Linked DNA regions of Sus scrofa: region 1 is linked to region 2. A link is a contact called in public promoter capture Hi-C data. All regions are on one chromosome and are shown on one strand. Each heading gives the region's core, a stretch centred on a gene start, on an enhancer-like site or on the middle of the called end of the contact. The rest is flanking DNA. Distances are from core to core; before and after follow the strand shown.

Region 1 (6,658 bases), core at 378-2,877, 170 kb before region 2:
GCTCAGGACCCAGTGTCCCCATTTGTCTTTCCTTATTTTCACGGGCAGAAAGTCATCCTGGGACCCCACCACCCCGTGTCTCACTTCTCAGAATTATGTCACCGGCAAGACAAATAATATTAACCTGGTGTTTGGACAAGTCAAGATGCAATGTCCTAGGCTGGAGAGGGAGCCCTGGACACTAAGCACTGAAGCAAAATCTGGGTTCTGTCATCGAGGGAGGAGTGGGGGAGGCGGACAGTGTCGGGTGGATGATCAACGAGGCGGGTGTGGGGGCAGGATGGGGGTGGTCGTAGAAACACAGGGACTCCGATGCTGTTCCCACAGACCTTCAGACAGACCCAGCCCGGACAGCAAGGTAGCTGTGGGGCTCCCACTGCTTCACAGCAGAAAGAAAACCACCATGTCCCCGGAAGCCCTTGGGTTGGTGAAGCCGCTGCTCCCGCAGCCCCCACCTGTGCAGAGGCACCCCATGTGCCACCTCCTTCACATCTTACCTCGGTCCTGCCAAGGGGATCTCTTGCCTGCATTTGTGCAAATTAAAGAAAACAAAACCAAAAGTTTTGCTTCCAGGAGGAAAGGTCACTTGCCAGAGTCACTGAGCTAAGCGGTGACAGCATGGGAGCCAGGGTCTGTCTCCACTGGGTGATGGGGTTCAGGGCTGCCTCTGCATGGGGAGGCTGAGGGTTGGGGTGGGGGAGTCTGAGGGTTGGGGTGGGGGAGTCTGGGAGGCCTGGGGGTGGTGAGGGAGACCCCGAAGCCTGAGGGAGTGGCGGGGGAGCCCAGGAGCCCTGGGGGGGTGTGCGGGATTTTTTGCAGACCACTGGGAATCGGAGCTCGAGTGAGGGGGGCTTCCTCCCCTTTCTGCCCAGGAAAGGTGGACGCTCCACACTGCTGATCACAGAGGGAGAAAGAGAGAGGACTTGTAAAACTGTCAGATAGACACGCCGAGAATGAGATTCCTTCCTAACACTTCTCTTTAGGAAGTTGGGAATCTGCTCTGCAGCCACCCCAGTGGCGAGTGACACAGCATGTGCTGCCCTGCACCACGGGGGCAGGGTCCCCTCCTCGGGGTTTCATCTGACATCAGTGATGAAACAGCCCAACCATCGGTGTCCGGGGAACTTTCCATGACCAGGGAATCATTCTGAGTCTGCCGGCCTCACACAGCAACTGCAAAGCCGCATGGAGCTGGTCACCAAGGAACTGCCTCTGTCACCTTAACTGCTTTTAGTTTAAAGTTAAAGATCCACCTAAGGCTCTCAGGACCGTAGTGAGCGTTGCAGGTGTGGGTGCCAAGCGTGGCAGGTTCTCTGCTCTAGTAAGCCTGGCTCCTCTGCGTGGTAACCCATTGCAACAGAGGTCCTTCCTGGATTCCTCGAGTTAATCATCAACCCGGTCTCAAGGCTGGAAATTAAATTCTGTTGCAGAATCTTCTTGAGTATGAATTTGATAAGGGCAAAGGCCCAAAAAGAGTGGAAAGGAACTTTCTCTTAGGTCAGTCGGTCTGAATCTGTTGGGCAATGACAGCAAATATCTAGCCCACCACTTGAGTGAGGTTGTCCCCACGGGTGGTGGGGAAGGACAGCTATGGCCCTGCCCCCAGTGACTAGGTTTTCTCAGGCAACTGTCGGCATGAACAGGTTTAGAAGCTCATTTTTCCACCCACAACCTAGTCACCGAGGGCTGGGCCAGAACTATCCTTCCCTCTTTGAGAGAGAAAACAGAATCAGAGTCTCTCTGGTGATTCACTCTGGTGACCACGGTTTCTGGAAAGTTCTAGGCTCCAAGCAGAAATCGTTATCTCAGACTCTTCCCCACTTGTCAACCCTGGTCAGGCCCGTCGAGGGGATGTGGGGGGGAGCAGGAAGGGAAGGGTTTGCATCCGTGAAATCCCAGGCTTCAACGGAAAAGGGGGCCAGGTGGATTCAGGGCTAGAAAACCTTCGCCACCTTGGGAGGGTGAGAGCAGAGCTCCCTACTGATTGAACAACGTTTTGTCCTGCAGTAGGAAGGGGTCACCATCTCAGGCTCTGGAGGGCCATGGATACTGTTTCTTTATCTGGCTCTCTGCCCTCGAAGGGATCTTGGAAACGGTTGAGAAAACTGGCCAATGACAACATCCACACTTCCAGCCGGCCGCGACCTCCGGGAGCCTCCTGTCACTGGGCTGTGGGAAGCCCTGGGCCTCTGGGCCAGCACTTGGCTATCGGCGCAGCTTGTCTTCGGACAGGTCCCTTCCTTCCTGGACTGATAGACGGGGAGGTTAGCCCGACAGGTGACCCTCCACCGCCACCCGGATTTGGTCCGAAACGACATTTCATCATTATTATTAATAGCTGGGAGTGCTGGCGCTTCCTGCAGAACATGATAAGAACCACTCAGAATCCGAAGGAAACCAAGTCATGACTCAGCACTTTTCCCTCCGTGGCTGCAGCCCGTGAACGTTTCCTCTGGGGCCCTAGGAGAGTGGTGGGATCTGGGACGCCTGCTCGGGGTCTGCGGGATGAGGGCGGAAAGCCCCGGAAACTCAGAAAAGGAGTAGCCAGTCCGTGTGTCAGGCCGCCGTCCAGCCTCCGGGCAGACCCGCCTCTTAACTTAAAAGACACCAGCTTCTCATCCCGAGTTCCGGTTGGTTGCCAAAGGGAAGAGACCTAACATACTTAGAATTACGTTCAAGATCTTTACATCAGTATGTATATTAGCAGATAAGCCTCGCGATTTTCCTGTGAGATAAGAAACAGTAACTAATTTCAGAGATGGGAGAGCTGAGGTTCAGAGAGGGTGACGGGCCCAAGATCACACAGCTAATGGCAGAGGAGCCACGCCCTGGCCCGCCCATCTCTGGCACCAAGCTGCCCCTCTGGCAGCAGGATCAGAATGGAAGCAGGATCCCCACTGACCAAACTGTGTCCTCCGAGGTTCCATGGGAGCTCACCCCCTGTGACTGTATCAGGAGATGGTCTTTTAGGACGTATTTAAGGTTCCATGAGGTCATGATGGTGTGGACTGAAGTACTTCTTTTTTTTTTTTAGGGTCACACCCGTGGCATATGGAGGTTCCCAGGCTAGGGGTCAGATGGGAGCTGGAGCTGCCAGCCTACATCACAGCCACAGCCACAGCAACATGGGATCCCAGCCACCTCTGTGACCTACACCACAGCTCACGGTAATGCTGGATCCTTGACCCACTAGCGAGGCCGGGTATCAAACCCACGTCCTCATGGATGCTAGGCAGATTTGTTTCCACTTGGCTGCGATGGGAATTCCAGACTGAAGTTATTAAGCAGAGGCAGAGACCACTGAGATGTCTCTCCTTCCACACCCAAGAAGCCATGTGGACATAGAGACAAGACAGTTTTCTCAAGCCAGGAAGAGTCCAGCACTCCGGGCATCTTGGTGACAACCTCCAGCCTGAGAACCACGAGAACAGACATGGCTCCTGTGACACTGTTCAGGCCACCAGGCTTTGCTGTGGCAGCACCTGCGGATGCAGACACCAGCTTGGGGCTTTCAAGACTCTTCAAAAGTCACCATGTAACACATAAGATCATCAGCCCTAAACTCACCCCCACGTCACCTCCCTATCACCGACCCCCCTCTCCTGCAGGGCCCCCGTGAGGGGGGTAAGGCACCAAAAAACAGTAATGAAGATACACAACACTTTATTCAAATACTTTTTAGATAAAAATTAATACCCAAACATCCATGGGGCTTTGGCTACCGCCCACAGGCAGCATGGTTAAGAGCTGTCTGCCCCTGGCTTCTCTCTCTCTTTTTTTTGCCGCGTCTGCAGCATGCAGAAATTCCTTGGCCAGGGATTGAACCCACGCCACGGCAGCAACCCGAGCCACGGCAGTGACATTGGCAGATCCTTAACCAATAGGCCACCAGGAAACTCCCTGTCCGTGGTTTTTCCATGTAAGTGGAACCCCTGTGCATGAACCCCAGACTCCATTCTTGAGATAAAGGAGCTACCCTTTTCCCCATGACAGATTATTACTATTCAGCTGTTACTAACAGTCATCGGACCTGGGCTGAATGCTGGCCTTGGCGCAGACTCCGTCCCGGGTACAGAGGGGCCAGTAATGAACACGGGAGGGACGCTGTCACCAGCAGAGTCTGCAGGGGACAGAAGCCAGTGGGGGCAGTACAAGCCCGAGGGGATTGGCCACAAGCAGATGCATGCAGAGGGGAGGCACCTAAGCCTGACTGAGGGCATCAGGAAGGCGACACCTCAGCTTACCAAACAGCGGGGGCAGGGCGCCAGGCACAGGAGACACGCGAGTCCAGAGCGGCTGTGGTTTCTGAGCATTTAGAGCAGCTGGCCCAGCACAGTCGCCACAGCGCTGAGCGCTTGGAACACCCTGTAGGATAGGGTGTTCCAACACTCCCATCCAACCCCCGACGAATTCTGTCGGTTCCATCTCCAATACATAGTCCAGCTACCTAGTGACAAGCGCACTCCGCCCCGAGGCTGAGCCCCTAAAGGCCCACCTGGCCTCCTTTGTCCTCCTCAGACATTTCTCAGGGCTGGTGCCAGAGTCAATCCCTTAAGTCATAAATCTGATCACATCTAAACCTTCCAGCAGCTTCTCACTGTTACTCAGAGTAAAGCATAGAAGTCACTACTTGTGCTTGTGTGATCTGCAGGAACTCAGGAGAATTATTTCCACACAATATTTCTGCAGCATCTAGGTTTGGGGTTTTTTTGTTTGTTTGTTTGTTTTTTGTCCTTTTGGGGCCACACCGGTGGCATATGGAAGTTCCCAGGCTAGGGGTGGAATTGGAGCTGTAGCCACAGCTCACAGCAATGCCGGATTCTTAACCCACTGAATGAGGTCAGGGATAGAACCTGCGTCCTCATGGATGCTAGTCAGATTCATTTCTGTTGAGCCACGACGGGAACTCCAGGCATCTGGGTTTCTAGTAGACTTCCCTACAAACATAAATACACCTCTCTGTCATATCCTCCAATTTATCTGACCTGCAGAGGCTGGAACCAACCCTGTATCAGTCTCCCGTGGCACTGCGTTATGGCCAATGCCTACAAGACTTGGAGCAGCAGGGCGAGGCCAGCATGCAGGGCAGGACAGACCCCAACCAGCCTCCCATGTCCTGAGCCCAGCCAGCTGAACAAATCCCACAAAACACCAGGGAAATCCAAGTGGATTTCGCCTTAACTTTCTATATCGATCCTTTTTTTTTTTTTTTTTTTTTTTTTTTTTGTCTTTTTAGGGCTGTACCTGCAGCATATGGAGGTTCCCAGGCTACAGGCTGAATCAGAGCTGTAGCTGCCAGCCTACACCACAGCCACAGCAACAGGATCCAAGCCATGTCTGCGACTTACACCACGGCTCACGGCAACATTGGATCCTTAACCCACTGAGAGAGGCCAGGGATCGAACCCGTGTCCTCGTGGATACTAGTTGGGTTGGTTAACCCCTGAGCCATGATGGGAACTCCTCTGTATTACCCTTTTAAAGTGTCCCGAGGCATTAACCCAGGCCCAGGAGGAGGTCTGGGCCCTCTACCAGCTGTAACAACGCTGCCCAGTGGGTTCAGACTGACCTGACAGGCCTTCAGAGATGAGGTCATGGCACTGACCACTTCAGCCAAAAACGGGGCCAGATTCCTCACCGCCTTTTCCAACTAGATGTTCCCCATCACAGGAGACATTGCCCACAGAGAGGGACAGAGAAATGACAAGGCGGGAGGGCTCCACAGGCCTCCAGGGGCTGTGTGACCCCCTGGAGGAATTTCCTTAAGTGCTTTCGGTCTCATAGGACCACCCAGGGGTCAAGTCCCTGTGTCTTCACGAGATAGGCGATTAACCCTTGGCGCCAGACTAGACAAGTGTACGCAGTGGAAGATGAGACCTCTCACACTGGGCAGTGCCAGCAGTGTGGCATCCCGGCCCGCTGCTAGGCCTGTGGGACCCAGTCCAGTCTGAAACACCGAGTCTCGGTCCTGGTTTGTAGAATAATAGCCTGAAGGGCAGCCCCTCCTTCTTGTACCATGCGGGTGGCACAATGACAATGATGATAGAGCCAGCGGGAGACTTGCCAGGCCCCTCTGCTGCTTCCGGTGGATTTCACAGTGAGGGGAGGGGATCAGCCATGGGGAGGATGGCAGACCAGCCTCTCAACTTGAGTCACTCCCAGCTGTGTAAAGAAGCTGCCCCAGGGAGTTCCCGTTGTGGCTCAGCGGGTTAAGAACCCAGCTAGGCTCCATGAGGACACAGTTTGATCCCTGGCCTTGCTCAGTGGGTTAAGGATCCGGCGTTGCTGTGAACTGTGGTATAGGTTGCAGACACGGCTTGGATCTGGCATTGTGTAGGCTGGGAGCTGCAGCTCTGATTTGACCCCTAGCCTGGGAACCTCCGTATGCCATGGGTGTGGCTCTAAAAAGACAAACAAACAAACACAGTCCCACTGGGGAGGTAAGAACTTCAGCATATGAATGAGGGGTGTGCGTGTGTGTCTGTGTGTGTGTCCATGTCTCTGTGCATGTGTGTGTCTGTGTGTCTGTGTGTGTCTATATATGTGTGTGTGTGTGTGCGTGCCAAGTTCAGCCCACATCAGCCTTGCCCCCATCCAGCCCTCCATGAGAGAAGCGTAGGCAACACCTCGACCAGGCAGTCATTGTCTTTCTGATTCA
Region 2 (6,989 bases), core at 2,315-4,814:
TTAAAACAATCTCGTATACATATAGACTTTTATATCAAAACTTCAGAATAACTGCAAACCAGAATAACTGCAAAATTGATACACAAACAAGGAATCTCTGGAAAAGAAATATATCTCATAGTAAATAAGTGCATAATCCACCATGAAGGGGGTCATCTGACATCATTCTTGGAATGCTGAAGTCTTCTTACATCTGATTCTGATTTCCTCTCCATCAAAGAATTTATGATAATTATAATTAAATAATACAACTGTACAATTAAAAAAATTTTTTTACCTCCTGAAACAGAAACAAACAAAATATAATCATTCACCGTGGTAAGGGACAGCTGTTTAAGTTGGAGAAAACTGGATGGTCCTAGTTTTCTCTTGGGTTTGATTTGAAAGCATTCCCTTCCTCCCTTCCTCCCTTCCTTCTTTCTCTTTCTTCCTTGCTTGCTTGCCAGCCACACCCTCGGCATATGAAGGTTTCCAGGGTAGGGGTCTAATTGGAGCTGAAGCTGAGACCTACACCATAGCTTGTGGCAACACCAGATCCTTAATCCACTGATCCAGGCCATGGATTGAACCTGCATCCTCATGGATACTAGTTGGGTTTGTAACCCGCTGAGCCACACTGGGAGCTTCTGTCAATAAATCATCAATAAGATAAAGTGAGAAACAGTGCTAAAGTTTGCTTGCAATTTTATATTCTTTCTGGATAAAGCCTTTGCTTGTCAAGAAAAGTCACAGAAAAACAAAAACAAAAACAAAAAACAACCAAAAAGGGAGATCCTGTGTGGTGCAGCAGGTTAAGGATCTGGCATTGTCAACTGCAGGGTGGGACTACTGTATGCACACTCAGGTATAAAGAATGACTGGCCAACAGGGACCTGCTGTACAGCACAGGGAACTCTACCCAATGTTCTCTGATCATCTATGTGAAAGAAGAATCTGAATGAGAATGGATGTGTGTACATGTATAACTGAATCACACTGTCATACAGCAGAAATGATCACAACCTTCTAAATCAACTATACTTCAATAAAACTTAAAAAAAAAAAAGGGTCTGGCATTGTCACTGTAGCAGCTTGGATTGCTGCTGTGGCTCGGGTTCAGTCCCTGGCCCAGGAACTTCCACATGCTGTGGGCGCGGCCCAAATAAAACAAAAGAAAAGTCAGGTCTTACCTTGACATCGTGCATGGCCGTGGTGCCTCCTTCATTTTTCACCATTTGGTGAAGGCTGGTGTGATGTTCCGCAGCCCCGGGCGGGGGCAGAGAGTGCATCCACATAGATGGCCTGGAGGAGTGCTTCTGCAGGCACTCCTGGTTGTCTTGGGAAAGCCTGGGCATGTTTTTACAAGAAAGGCTCCAAATGAGTCCAGAGGCCTGATTTTAACACCAGTCCCGGGTCCACTCTGTTTCTCTACCTTTGGCCGGTGCTGGGTCCTTGATCAGATCAGTGCTTCCTGCAGTTACACCAGTCAAAGCAAAAGGATTATCTGTGCTGTGGATGGGCAGTTTATCCACAGACCCTTAGTGCTCTCATCCAGAAAGAGCCTTTGACTCAGAGTGTCCAGGTTTGTTATGACTGCCCTCTACAGGTAGCAACGTAGTCCTCATTTAAATTTAATCCTAAATCAAAATGATGGAGAAATGATTAGAAATGATTCAAGTGATACACTGTGTAGTGTATAATGATGAAGAAAATCGGCTTTGTGGCAGAATTCTGCACTCACAGTGTGTGATGCTTGACAACCTTGGGCTCCACACCCTCTTGCCTGGGAGGCCCTCTGCCTGTTTCCCGACATGCCTGTCTTATTTGGGATTAGTGCCCGTGTTGGCCTTAAATGCCCCCATCTCCTGTGATGGGCAGTCTTGGCTTCCTCTTCTAGGTCCCCAAAGTAGTCGAAGATGCACCTGTTATTTCACTTGCCGAAGTTATCTGACTATAACTATGCTTCTGAGCTTGACTCTGAGCAAGTCCAAAGAAACCATGAAACAAGTGGGGTGCCTGGCAATCCTGGGACACTCAATAAACGTGCCCTGCATTTTGCACCTGCCCACAGGGGCTCGAGTCTCTCTCTGTTGTCAGTGATGTTTGCTCATACTTTGTGCTGGTGCTGTGACTGAGCGGCTTCATTTGCACTGTGTACTCATCTGCTCCGGCTGCCAGAACAAAATACCGTGGATTGGGTTGCTGAACAAGAAATTTATTTTCTCACAGTTCTGGTGTCTAGAAATCTGAGTGCTGCATGGTGGGGCCCTGAGGAGAGCCCTCTTCCTGGCTTGCACACCTGCCTTCCTGCTGTGTCCTTGTGTGGCCTGTGCGTGTCCAGGGAGAGTGCTGTCCCTGGGGTCTCTTCTTTTTCTTTCTCTTTTTACAGCCACACCTGCAGCATACGGAAGTTCCTGGCATAGGAGACGAATCTGAGATGCCTGCCTACGCCACAGCGGCAGCAACGCCAGATCAAGCCTCATCTGTGATCTATGCCACAGCTTTCGGCAACACAGAATCGAGGCCAGGGATTGAATCTGCATCCTCAAAGACACTATGTGGGGTTCTTTAACCTACTGAGCCACAACAGGAACTCCACCTTCATTTATTTTTTTGGCCTTTTTCATGGCATATAGAAGTTCCCAGGCCAGGGATTGAGCCCAAGTCACAGCAGTGACCGGAGCAGTGACAATGCAGGATCTCTAACCCACTGTGCCACAAGGGAACTCCTTAATTTCATCCTCTGGAGTGCAAGTGCATTTGCAGGAACTGACTCTAGGTTCCAAGGGCTACCCAGCCATCAGAGCCACTAACAGTCTCCTTAGTTGCTAACAATCCCCACTTTCTCTCGTGTTACTAACAATTCTCAAACACGAGAGACAGACCAGAAATTGGTAGGAGTGTCTGTCTCTGTCACCACCAGGGTGAAATTTCTTTTGCCTCCCTGTGAAACTCCGTGGCTATGATGTCAGGTTCCTGGATGGGTTTCGCTGCTTTTCTCATTGTTTAGCCTGTTTCTGCTTCTCCGAACTCACACCCCTTGATGGACTGCTGATGGCTACAGACACATATTTAAGACCCTGGAGAGACAGAATATAAGGAACATCTATGCATCCATGACTCAGATTTTAAAAGGTTAACATGTGCAATATTAGGGGGAGTTCTTGCAAAATTTTTACTTTAGAACAGGAACATGAGATATTATTAGGACCTCTTTGTATTTCTACTCCACCACTCACCTTAAATTAGTGGGGTGTCTTTATCTCTCTATATGTGATGTGCAGAATATTAGTCCCTCCAAGAGGCCCATGTCCTGTGAATATCGTAACTGACAGGGTGCAAACGGACTAAGGTTGCCCATGTGATTGAGGTGAAGGAGCTGGAGACCGGGAGCGCGGCTGAGAGTCTCCAGCAGCGGCCGCCGTGCCCCCTGCTCATTGCGGACCCACCGTCGTGAGCGCAGGCGCAGGGCGCTCCGCGGACTGTTTTGGCCCCTCCCGGCTTCCGCCTTCCGGGCGGTCACGTGTCTTGGCTCACGTGACCGGCGCTCCTGTCATTCCACAGCGGCCGCTCCGGCTTTCTCCTGCGTGAGCCGCCCTCGACATCTCCTCCGTTCCGAAACAGGCTCGCTCTCTGGCGCCGCGTCCTCGCCGCCGCCCCGGCCTCCCAACCGGGCAGGAGACCCGACTCAGCTCTGCCTCGGCGCTCCAGCGCGGCGGGGCCCCGCTGTCCGGACTGCCGTATCTCCCCGCCGCCTTGGGTGCGTTGGAGGAGGGCCCGGCGGGTTCGCGGGGTGAGGCCGCACTTGGGTCGTTCCTGCCCGGGCCCCTGCCCGGACCCCGGCCCCGGCCCCGGCCCCAGCCAGGCGACCCCGCGGTTTCTCCGCTTCCCTGGCGCGTGCTTGATTCTCGCCGTCCAGGGTCCTCCTGACCCCACTCCGGCCCCGGGTCCCCAGATTTCTTTCCTTCCGGGCCGCAGAGGGGTTTGCGAAACTGCCGTGCCTTCCCCGCAGGGAAGGGCAGGGGAGGGAGGGTGGACGCGTAAAAAGTGTGCTTTTCCAGGACTGCGCCACGGCCCTGGCCGTTGGGGCTCGAGTTGTTCAGGGACCTAGGTGACGACCCGAGGTCCTTTCAGCTGCTGCAGGAGGGGCCGCTGGGGCTGTCCGCTTGATTCCAGGTTCCAGCTTGGCCCGGTCGGAGTCTGTTGCTACCTGGGCCCAGCCAGTCCGCATTGCCCTTGTTTGATTAGACAACAAATCCTCAGATGTGGCGATTACGTTCCAAACAGACTAAGGTCATTGGTATCCTGGAATAGAATCAGAGATGTGGTTTTAGCTTCTTTGTGGTCATAACTATGACCTTATTGTAGTTTGTAAACCGTATCCTGTATTTTTTGTCGTGATGAAACCAGGCTTAAGCTTTTGTCTTTAAGTTTAGGAGTGAGAATTACTTAAAGTCTATCACGATAGGTTCATTATCATCCGACCAGACTCTCATTGTTGGCTGAGTCTAAATTATAATCTCTGTTTGTTCCAAAACATTCTCTCAGTAATTAATTTTGAAAACACCATGAATTTTGATTGAAAAAAGAAAGCTCCGTCCTGTAAGATATTACATTTCCACTTGGAATATTTTAATTTGAATGAATAATGTTAGAAAGGACGTGTAGGTTTTTCATATGTCACTTTAAAACACTGCTTGGCAAATGTAGATAAAATAATTGGTCCTAGCTGTGCTGTACAGGTTCTTATTTTTTCTCTGTCAGAAGAGGAAAGTTGATCTCAATTGTATATATCTAAAATATTTTTCCTATTTTGTATGCCTCTTCTATTTAAGCATGATTTGTGGTGTCGACACCTTAATTAGTTACTTTAAAAATCTTGCTGCAGTATTAGTGCCAATAATTAAAAACCCTTTCCTGGAAAAGTGAAAACTTATAGAGAACACTTTATGGAGCAGGGCATACATAAGTGGGCAAGATTTGAGATCTGATGCTATTAGTATTTAATATTTAGGGTATTTAATATTTGAGTTGAATGCCTGGACAGGTTGATAATGATAATAGTAATAGTTGTTGTTAAAACAATAACACTTGGTATTCTGGTTTACCTTGCATCATAATTGAAGATCTGTAGAAAAGCATTCAAGACCATAACATTTAGATGACCAAAATGGATATCCGGGGTGCCGTGGATGCTGCCGTTCCAACCAACATCATTGCCGCCAAGGCTGCGGAGGTTCGGGCAAACAAAGTGAACTGGCAGTCCTACCTTCAGTGAGTACCCGTTTGCTGTGAATCATGGGTGATCATGTGCCTTTGCATCAGACTGTTTCATGGTCATGCTTCCATGAGAGAAATACTGGAAAAATACTAATAATTGTGGAAGAAAACACTTCCTCCTGAGAATAATTAGCTGTTCTAAGGAAAACTGCGTAGTGCGGTGGAAGCAGCTTGGGGCTCTGGTGGGGAGGTGACGCTGCTCACAGTACTTTTGACCTTCTCTGTCTGGAAGGTTGTACTTTCTGGAAAGTTGGAGGAGTGGGAAACGCAGGAAGAGTGTTCATGCACTATGGAGGGGGGAGGGGGTGGTGCTAGAGGCTGCCTGACCCGGTTAGGGTGCCTTGGCCATCAGTGTGGGCACAGTTGGTGTTGCAGAAGGGCTCAGACAACCAGGAAAGAGTGTGGCTGTTTGAGTTTCAAGACCTGGGTTTGAATTCTGGTTCTCCTAGTCTGCTGATCTTAGCAAATCCCTTAACTTCTCTGAGGTTCATTAAAGTAAATGTAAAATGGTTATACATATCCCACAGGGTCCTTGCTGAAATTGTGTATTTAAAGCATTAGCACAGTTGATTAAAAGCGCTAGTATGTTGGGAGTTCCCATTGTGGCTCAGTGGCTTAAGAACCGGACTAGTATCCGTGAGGATACGGTTCAATCCCTGGCCTCGCTCGGTGGGTTAAGGATCTGGTGTTACCACAGGCTGTGGTGTAGGTTGCAGATGTGGCTCAGATCCAGTATTGGCATGGCTGTGGTGTAGGCCAACCCTGCAGCTCTGATTTGAACCCAAGCCCGGGAAGTTCCATTATACTGCAGGTGCGGCTGTAAAAAGAAAAAAAAAAGCAGTAGTATGTTGAATACCCTCTCAATAAATTTTAGTTCTTTCTCCCTCCTTGTGTGTATGAAGATTTAGCCTGTAGGTGTTCTGTGTTTATCTGTAAAGCGAGTGTTCATTTACTCTTGACCACACTTGGCTGTGTTGACTTGACTTCAGGTCTGTTTATAACATGACGTGTATATAACATGTATGTTTATAACATGTATGTTTATAACAGTTATTTGGAAATTCAGGTAGGATTTGCATACATATTTTGAAAAACAAATTGAGGTATCTTTAGTTTGCAGTTTGCTTTGACCTAGGAGGGATCTGCAGTGTACAAAAATGATGCCATTTATTGCGGTTAACTGTGTTACTCATCAGACATTTAATGACCACTTGCCAAGTCTGAGGCGTTTCCCCAGCCTTCGAGGCTACAGAAAGATAACTCAATCTAGTAGGGAAGTCAGGTATATAAACACATCATTTGAAGCCCAGTGGACCATGTATGTAGGTCCATTTCTGGGCCCGAGGAGCAGTTTTAAAATGACTGTTGTAGGAATTGGAAATGACTGATGTTTCTGTGTGGGAGTTCGATCAGATTTGCCTCATTGTTCTTCCCTCAGTGTAGAGGGCAGACATGTGGATAATAAGCCTAGAGCTGGGACAATTACAGCCACATTCAGGTGGCCGGAATAGGTAGAACTGGAGAAGTTTGAGAAAGTCTTAGTGATTGATTTGATGTGTGGTGACTTTCAGTTCCCAGATTAAGGGTCTGGATTGTGGTGAGCCCCCAGATGCAAGGGCAGGAGGAAGAGGGACTTTTTGATGTCTTTTCTGGTTGTCTCTATCTGTGTAATTGCTTAAATCCCCTGCAAAATTAGGATTTTGAGCTCTGTTTCCTAATTTTAGTCCACA

What was found. Promoter capture Hi-C pulls out the DNA fragments that hold promoters and counts their contacts.
Region 1: a promoter capture Hi-C map of liver shows a contact between it and region 2, with 3 times the contacts expected there. The contact joins the enhancer-like site here to the promoter of ATP6V1H in region 2.

The regions. Positions count from the first base shown.
Region 1 is chr4:77,038,749-77,045,406 of Sscrofa11.1, forward strand. No RefSeq gene overlaps it. Among named protein-coding and RNA genes, the nearest start is that of MRPL15, 34 kb to the right of the region's middle. Within about 2 kb of position 1,628, at least 11 of the 83 cell types and tissues checked have an H3K27ac peak or open chromatin away from gene starts, as enhancers often do. A contact at or near this core is called in liver, where this site is marked.
Region 2 is chr4:77,208,001-77,214,989 of Sscrofa11.1, forward strand. It overlaps ATP6V1H (ATPase H+ transporting V1 subunit H), which reads left to right and starts at 3,565. Exons shown (of 14, transcript NM_214240.1): 1 at 3,565-3,739; 2 at 5,106-5,253. The coding sequence starts at 5,141.